Regions from separate parts of the Triticum aestivum genome. Here region 2 is linked to region 1. The links are chromatin contacts, called in public Hi-C maps. All regions are on one chromosome and are shown on one strand. The core of a region is the stretch at or near the end of the contact, and the rest is flanking DNA. Distances in the headings are between cores, read along the strand shown.

Region 1 (4,532 bases), core at 1,254-3,753:
CATGGAATTAAATGCATGCAATGAATAAAATTAACCAATCACCTTTGATTGATCAACGTGCGCAGTCTTGAGGCTTTAAATGGTGGGAAATTAAGCTTGTCTCGGAACAGAGGGTTTGCCTCGATAAGCTTCTTAAGCTCCATGAGCATGATATTCCGGGCTGACTTTGTATCCCCGTATTTGGACAGCTGCTCATTTTGCCTGTTTGTGATTTAGACAGAATTACATCCACATTAGCACAATGCACAAGCATTCTGCTGTACGAAAATGCTCCAAACAAGAACTTAGCAGCACACCTAAAATTATCCAGAGTCAGCAGCTGCGTTATCTCCTTGAACAGCTCCTCGTTAAAGGAGGCAAACACCTTCAAATCCTTGACGAGTATCTCCACTGCCTTGGCCCGATCATGCCTGCAAAAGGCAAACTGAGTTGAGCGCCTGCAAATCGCTGTTGATCCTGAGCAAATGAGCAGGAGAGGAGAGGCTTCAATATGACTTACCTGTCGAGGGCTTCAAGGTACTTCTGCTTGCGGATCTCAAAGAATATCTTCATGGAGTAGCGGTTGTCCTCCACCTTGGTGAAGCCGCTGAGGTACCTCTCCACCTCGTCCCACTCCCCACCCTGGACCAGGTCCTCGAAGTGCTTCATGTTGAAGTAGAAGCCCGATTCCTGCTCCAACCTGCGCGACCAAAATGGACGGGGGGTTAAAAAAAACCAGCTTCAACAACTCCAGATAGCTCCAAAACTTTGTCTTGATCAACCAGACGAGACGAGACACTTACTTGTGCACCGTCTCCTTGAACTTTTCCTCGTCGAGGAACTGCAGGATGAGGAAGACCAGCTCCCTGCTGAGCGACGACATGGCTCCCCCGATCCCGCCCTGCGTCTCCAGCGCTCACGACGAGGGAGGACTCCCGCCTTGGCGGCAGATCCCCTCCCAAATCTCCGTAGAAACCAGCGCAGGGCCCCAACCGCCCCCCGAAAAAACCGCACCAAACACCCAACGAGCAGCTCAGAACCCTAGCAGGACGAAAACCCCGGAGACGAAACGGGCAGCGGGAGCGAGGTCACAGCCCAAGCGGACCCATCCCGGCGGGATCTCCCCCGATTCCGGCGGCCCGGCCGCGGATCTGCAGCTCCTGGCGCCGACCGGTGGTGCACGCGTGTCTCCTCCCTCAGCGGCGCAGCACGTAGACTAGGGTTTGGCCGCCGCCACCGCCGCCTGCTGCTTCCTTCTTCTCCCCTTGGCTCTAGCCGACGGACGGGTTTGCCTTTTCTTATCTCTCTCTCCCCACTTCGCTTTCTCTCTCCAAAACCAGTCTCTCTCTCTCTCTCTCTCTGGAGTAGGGAGTATTTATTTTTCTGGTCTGCTTTTGGTTTTTTGGGGCTGCGTTTTATAACCACCCCGCCCCGCCAGATTACACGAGAGCCCACGACCACGCACCTCTATTTACTTGGCAGCCACTGACGAGGACGGGCGGCAGGGGCAAACTGGGTAACTCCCATCGTGAGGTCCGCAGCCGCAGGTAGGGGGGTAAACTTCCGTTAACCATTTCTCGCATCCTTCCTCGTTTCTCCCTCTCACGCATCCGCGGTTTCGAAATTTGAACGGGGCTTGCCAGCCAGGGTTGAGGTAGCCGCGCCCGCTACAGGATACCCAACTTTTCAGGCGTCTACACTTTTGTATCTTTCTTACTTATAACCACAATAATTGATGGATAAGTTTCACCCACTAATATTAAAAAGATGTTATATTTAATCGATCACATCTCGTATATAGAGTGCATATCTGGTGATACGGTGCCTCATATGATCCCCTGATCCAGGACAAGGTGGGGCGTTCGATCTAGACTGAAGGTCCAGGATTTAGTAGGCTCAGCTTGCATTGGAAACTATGCAAAAGGCACCCTAGATTATTCCATAATACATTGACGAACTGCATATCCCTTCGTTTTGTTCATCTCGTCTTCTTCTTCTTTTGGGTACGACTAGTTTCCCCGCCGCCGCCTAGATCATGCCTACCGCAGCCACCATGGCGCATGCCCCATCCACTCAATATCTTATTTTTTGCAGAATCAGAAGAATGCTTGCTGCAATTACGACGAAGTTCTTTGTTTGGTCACCGGTTACAACATCTTGCTAAATTAGTTCTGGCATCTAATCATGAAATATAGCAGTGTTACAGTGTTGACTGTTGCTTCCTATCCTAACATGTCTAGCTGAACTCTATATACACACAATCTGTCTTATGAAGTGTCATAGGATTTTTCTTACATACAATAGCTAAAGAACCACATCTTCAGCCTAGCGTAAGTGAGCATTCAGACTTTTACTGGGTTATGTCTTATAGATTGAGTGATTGACTAAAAGCCATGCCAAATGAGGCTCAATAATGTTTGACTAACAAAAATCTCAGTTAAGCTCTATGTCAGGCTGTGACCACCGGGTACTAGAAATCTATGTAGTTTTTCTCACTTCACAACAGTTGGATTTAGAGAAGTTCGGCGGATCTAACTTAGTTTTTCACATTGTATTAAACAGACTGACTGGCCATTTATGTTCTTCTGAAGTTTTATGGTGCATCAGCTTCCACACCAAAAAATCTTTGGGAACAACTATGTATTTGACCTGGCTTGTGTAATTATTTTCCTGCTTTTTCATCATGACTATTTTTCTTCAGTGAAAAGATGTAGTATCTTCTTTGACGTTTAATAAAAAATATTATGGGTAAAATAAGATGTCAGCGATGTTTAGATTCCTAACAAGAGAACAATGACTTGGAGGGTGAGTAACAAACTTTTTGTACTTGGCACATTGAACTCGGTACATGTGCAGTTGTCGATTGGTACTCTGTTAGTTGGTCTACGAATCTGGATGTAATTTTTATTATTTCTAGTGTTCGTTATACTACCATGTTTGAAGATGAATATATTGGAAGTTTTTCGCAAAAAAAACTATATAGCAAATTTGTAATACTGGCGTGCAAGTTCTTGCTATTTAAATTTATATATCATTGTTACATGTAGCGTATGCATGTTGTGGGTAATTGCCGGCATTTTCAAGCTTCACTATTTTCGGCATGTTCCAGTAGTGTTACTAGGTATCAAAATATAGATGGTGCGACAGATATGCAAGTTATTTGGCATCAAAAAAGTGTTTACATATTTTCCATTTAATGTTGCACTGTTTTTTCGAAAGGCTCGTTTAGATTCTAATTCTTGATTTTATCATGTAAATGTGCATTTGTGCCCACCATTGGATGCAGTACAATGAGAATAAGGACTCATGAAAGTGATGTGTATTGAAGTTGTTCCATTTAGCTATGTAATTTTCTAAACTAAATGGTAGTTCTGTAAATATAAATATTGAGGTCGTGCTAATTCCAAGACAAAGATGGCAGTAAATGGTGCACCGTTTTTTTTGGAAGTGCTTCTGTGATCTTTTGATGCAAATGAATGGAAAATGGGTTCTTGATGCAACCTAAAAAAATTATTCCGTACTAGAAGTGCTTTTTTTAAGTGCTTCTGTTCCAGTAATCATAGGGCATTGCATTCTGTACTAGAAATGTTGGTGGCAACCTGAAGGCTACAAGATGGCAGTGTTTCATTTTTGGGGCGATGTGCACCCTCTTAGGCCATTTTTGTGAAGACATGTTACTTTCAGGGGCAAAACGCAAAATGTTCCAAGAGGCCATATGTAAATGCACTAGCACTTGATCCTACCCCTTTATCTGAGATCTGAAGCATCATGCAGCCCCGGAGCAGCGTATCATCCAATAGACCGGAGCACTGGATATTTTCCCCTCGTATATATCATTTCATCTCTGTTTGATCCGCGAGGCCAAAAATCATGGCCGAGCACGGCGCCCCAAACGCAAAATATGTTCGTCTCATGTTTGTATGGACACACATTTCTGCCGTAAATTTAAGTCAAATTTGCGTTCATGCGGACACGAGTCGGACGTGTTGCGCATCCTCTCGGTGTCCGCCTCAAGCATGCGCATCAGCCGCCCAATCACCACCACCGGTCCCATTTAATCCAGGTGTGTGGGAGGTTCCCCCATGTCAGCCACCCAGCCCCCCTCCATCTGGTTCTTTTTAATGCCACACATGCTAGTGGAGGGTCTGAAGGAAATATGCCCTAGAGGCAATAATAAAGTTATTATTTATTTCCTTATATCATGATAAATATTTATTATTCATGCTAGAATTGTATTAACCGGAAACATAATACTTATGTGAATACATAGACAAACAGAGTGTCACTAGTATGCCTCTACCTGACTAGCTCGTTGATCAAAGATGGTTATGTTTCCTAGCCATTGACATGAGTTGTCATTTGATTAACGAGATCACATCATTAGGAGAATGATGTGATTGACTTGACCCATTCCGTTAGCTTAGCACACGATCGTTTAGTATTCTGCTATTGCTTTCTTCATGACTTATATAAAATAATCCGTAGCTCGGATGAAAATGTTTTCTATATGAAAGTTGCTCAGAAAAATCCAACGAATCCGAATACATGGTCCG
Region 2 (4,532 bases), core at 757-3,256, 340 kb after region 1:
TGAGAATATGATGTTGCCTAAATTGGATACTTTTGGTTTGCCTACAAATGAAGGATCTAGCATGGACAAGAAGGATAAACGTTGGAGCATGATCAAGCATGGAGATTGGCACGCGCAAGGGGAACAAGAATAGAGTTTCTGGTGCAGTTTTCAGCACTTTGGAGCCACCATGATGACATCCAAGGACATGGACGAAATATATAAGATGTGCTTTCATAAATTTCGTCCATAGCTTAATATAGGTGTTGCGCCTCCTTATTTTTGGGCCAAGCCCATGTGATTTGGAAATACAACTTCGTAGGCTATTTTTATAGTCCATATTATAAGGGAAACGACTCAGGAGGTGTTTTAGTACCACCTTGCCAAGGGTGGACGAAATCCCCTCTCTTTTCCCCTGTAAATACAACCCTTAAGGCAACGTTTAGACTTGGATTTTGTTTAGATTAAAGTTCGCCATAGCCGCAACTCGCATCCTTCGTTTGTGTTCAACGACCAGACCAAGACGTCACTGAATCCCACTTGATTAACAAAGCTTTCCTCTTACATTCTCAATATCCAGATTGCAATCTCAGTTTCTTGCTTGTTCTTCGTTTGCCTGCAGGAAATAGACCCTCATGGTAAGGTTGATCGTGCTCTGGCGTGGTCAATAACGTCTCGGAGTTAGTTAACGTTTGCTAAGGCGCGACGTCATTACACGTTCGTAGTCCGATCGTCAAAGTCAACTTCCACAGAAAACGATAGCTATCTCATCGGAACATCGGGACACCTTGGCCTCTATCAGCGGGTACCAAAGAGGAAGTCTAGGGATCGGGGGTGGGAGGGTTGGGCCGCTGGAAAAGCCATGTACCAAATAGCCTTCCGATTTTGGGGGAGCTTATGGGCCCCGCGTGTATAATCCTTTAAAAACATGGTCAATGCTTGCATGCCAAACGAGGGATCAAGCTTCGCCGGTGAACTTGTGGATCCACCTCTCCTCCACCGGCCACTTAGACGGCCGATGGCGGGGAGGTGTCTCTCGATGCCTTGGCTTTGGCCAGCAGTTTACGTCATTTCATTTTGACATAGGGCGGCGTTCGGACGGATGGTGATGGTTCATCTTCAAGTCAATCTTTCGGAATCCGATCCTCCTTGAGTTTGTCCAATGGGCCGAAGTCGAGGGAGCTTCGACATAGATTTATATTGTCTCTTTGGGAGTGACGAGGTTAGAACTTCTCATCATGTGTACACGACAACAAGATTTGATGTGGGTCACTTCAGAACGGTTTAAGGGTTAAAAAAAGAATGAGAACAGAGGGGAAGAAGCCCCATGTCTTATTCTTATAGGAGAATGAGGAGACTCCAACCTCGGCCGGCAACAACAACCTTTGTGTTGTCCACCACTCCAGCCAGGAGAGCTCCTTAAGGGCACGCGCACCTTTGTGTTGGATCAACCTCGATTCAATGGTTCAATGGCGTGGTTCGGCTTAGTGAGCATTGGTCCTTCAGGGCACGTGCATGAAGACACTCATAGTGTCATCGACATGGTCAATCTGGCTACGGTAGGGGAGAGGCGACATCGATGGTCGTTCTAGCAGCAGTAGTTGTTGTTTTGGTGGGCGTCTATTCTCGAGAAGAAAAAGGAAAAAAGAAAAGAGGACGCTATAGCGTGTGGGCGTCTTTGGTGCGTGTAGCGCAGGGCAGGTCCCGGTGGCAATTATTCTCGATCTCCAGATCCGTCGCTTTCCCTCTGCGGTGTAGTGGGGGAGGAGCTGCCGAGCCTTTAACACGTTATAAACGGTCATATCACCTCCCCTTATATAAGTAGAGGAGCTTATCTGACAACTGGCTAGCACCGCGTCCACCCATCCATACGTCGGGTTCCATCACCGAATTAATTTCGCGCTTCTCACAAAGGAAAACAGAATAAAAGACGGATGGAAAAACTTCCCACCTCCACGTCACGCGTGCCATTGGCGTTCCGACACGTGGCGTGTGCCACGCACTGTCTGTATCACGTGCCGCTCCTTTCTTTGACCGTTCTCCTAGTGGACCCCACCGCCAGGGCTGTAGCACGGGCAAGCTCGAGTGGAGGAGGGCATGGGGGCTGTGGGTAATTGCGTATTGAGCCACTGATCGGGAGTTTGTCTCGGTAATCGTGGAGAGCGGCACTTCAGGAAAAGGGCAAGGGAATCCACGGGCCCTTTTGGGGTGGTAGGGCTCAGATCGCGGCCGTCCGTATCTGCGCGGCAGTGGGGATCACATGCGTGAGACGAGAGATCTTCTGTGCCTCGGGCGCAGCTTTGCTGCTTTCTCAAGCACCGTGGGAAGTCGACACGCCATAATTGTGGAGAAATGTACTCCCTCAGGTGGTGTTTGGTTCTCTAGTCCTAGGACTTTTTCTAGTCCCAACTAAAAAGTCCCTAGTCCCTAAAAAGTCCCTCCCTGCTTGTTTTCAGAGACTAAAAAGTCTCTAGTCCCTTTCTAGAGGTTATTAAATGACCATGTTGCCCCTAGTATATAGAAAAATAACAATCAAACAACATCATGGGGTGGCGGGCCAATGGGTGCATGGAGGGGCATTATTGGAAAAATCCCAAAAAGTCCCAAAAAGACTCTCCTTGAGAGTCTTCTTCATTTAGTCCCAAATGCCTAGTTTAGTCCCTAAAAAGTCCCTCCCGTTTGGAAAAAAGTCTCTAAGAGGGACTTTTTCTAGTCCCTACACAAAAAAGTCCCTGGAAACAAACACCCCCTCAGTCCGGTGAAGAGTGTACATCTACAAATTTTAAAACAAATTATGAAGTTAAGTAAAAAATGCATTGGAAAGGTGCAAGACATCATCTCTTTCCTCTTTAATTACCCACCCCCAATGAGCTAAGTGCATGTAGAAATTAAGAAGATCATGTGTAGATTGCTATTGGTCTTGATTACCGTGTGATGAGAGAGAAGTATGTTTTTCTACTTTAAAGTGCATTGGGAAGATAGAAGTACACTCTTTTATGAACAAATTTTGAAGCTGGATGTACACTCTTCAACGGACGGATGGATAATATTTGTATAAATCAATCCACACGCTAGTACTCCCTCCGCCACAGTATACACGGCATGCTTCAACAATCTCTAGGACTAAAGTAACTAGCGATTGGATTGGAAAATAACACGGGGAGTTATACCACGACGCCAAATAACTAAAGAAATAAATGTGTACACACATGCGTGGAGTGCTTCCACCCCGCGTACAAACATGCATGCATTTATTTCACCGGCGTATACACCGGCATGGAGAGAAAATTGTGGGATTGATTGCAGTTACCATGTCCTAGTTAATTGGGCATTAAACCAAACGCGTCTAAAATCCCTAGGTGGTGGAAATGCATGAGAATTGAAGCGCGCCGTGTAAACTGTGACGGAGGAACTATTGATAACCCATAGAATAATTATTTTGTAAAAAGTCTATTTTTATCATACAAGGGAGCGCATTGTAGGCAAAAACGACGGGCCAACACGACAACCCGAGAGCTCAGGAAGGTACAGTGGTGGTGGAAGGAAGCAGGGCACTTATGTTCGGAACCGAGACCAGATTACGCTCCACGCCAGAAGAATAATGATCAGAGGGGGCAGGAGCAGGACAATAGGAAACGGGGACCAAAGCAAGTATGGATTGCAAAGGATGATCCAGATAGGTAGATTTGAAATGATGCATTCATTCGCGACACGAGGTGGAAGACGTCTACAGTGTTTGAGCGCATCTTGAGGACCAACGAAGAATCGGCGGACCCTGAGGAACAGGGCCGCCGAACACAATGAATCTCTTGGTCTGGATATCGAGGAGTGGGGTTGGACTCGATAGTAGGTGAATTACTAGACCTGATAAGGACCCACAACCCAGCGATGGTGTTATTATGTGAGACAAAGAAGAAGGCTAGGGCGATGGAGCTACTAAGATGGAGTCTAGGGTTCACTTGTGGAGTCGCGGTGGATTGTGAGGGTCGCAGTGGTGGCCTAGCTCTATGCTGGAGAGAGCACGTTCAGGTCATGGTGAGGCCTTGGTGTCAGTACTTCATAGATGCAGAGGTGGTTTGCGAGGGGAAGGCATGTAGGATCACTGGATTCTATGGGAAGCCCCGAACGGAACTTCGTAAAAAATCATGGGATGCTATACGTTTATTTACGAGCTCAAGATGGCCTCCCATGGATGTGTATAGGTGATTACAATGAGGCCTTGTTTCAGACGGATCAGCGTGGTGGTAATCCGAGGAGCTTTACACAAATGGAGGACTTTCGTGACTGTCTTGCCGACTGCAGCTTGGTAGATTTGGGTTTCTCTAGATACCCTTATACCTCGGACAATAAACGGGAGGGAGCATAAAATATCCAGGTCCGTCTGGATCGTGCTACATCCAATGATGGATTCTTAGGATTGTATTCGGAAACGACTATTGAGCATATCCTAACAGAGGAGTCGTATCACCCGGCAATTCTGGTTCTCGTGGTGGAGACTGCTCCATGTAGTGGCCATGGAAGTGACAGACCGTTTCGGTATGAAGAGGCATGGT

The links. A called contact is a pair of places that touch in the nucleus more often than the background predicts.
Region 2: a contact with region 1 is called in a Hi-C map of leaf, with 4 times the contacts expected there. The contact joins the enhancer-like site here to the promoter of LOC123168161 in region 1. A contact is called at or near these places in 2 of 5 Hi-C or Micro-C datasets (both in leaf).

Annotation. Positions count from the first base shown.
Region 1 is chr7D:365,549,228-365,553,759 of IWGSC CS RefSeq v2.1, forward strand. LOC123168161 (protein TOPLESS-RELATED PROTEIN 2) reads right to left here and starts at 2,504. Exons shown (of 25, transcript XM_044586032.1): 1 at 783-2,504; 2 at 500-679; 3 at 297-410; 4 at 43-201. The coding sequence starts at 862.
Region 2 is chr7D:365,889,080-365,893,611 of IWGSC CS RefSeq v2.1, forward strand. No RefSeq gene overlaps it. Among protein-coding and RNA genes, the nearest start is that of LOC123169541, 210 kb to the right of the region's middle. Within about 2 kb of position 2,007, at least 7 of the 8 cell types and tissues checked have an H3K27ac peak or open chromatin away from gene starts, as enhancers often do. A contact at or near this core is called in leaf, where this site is marked.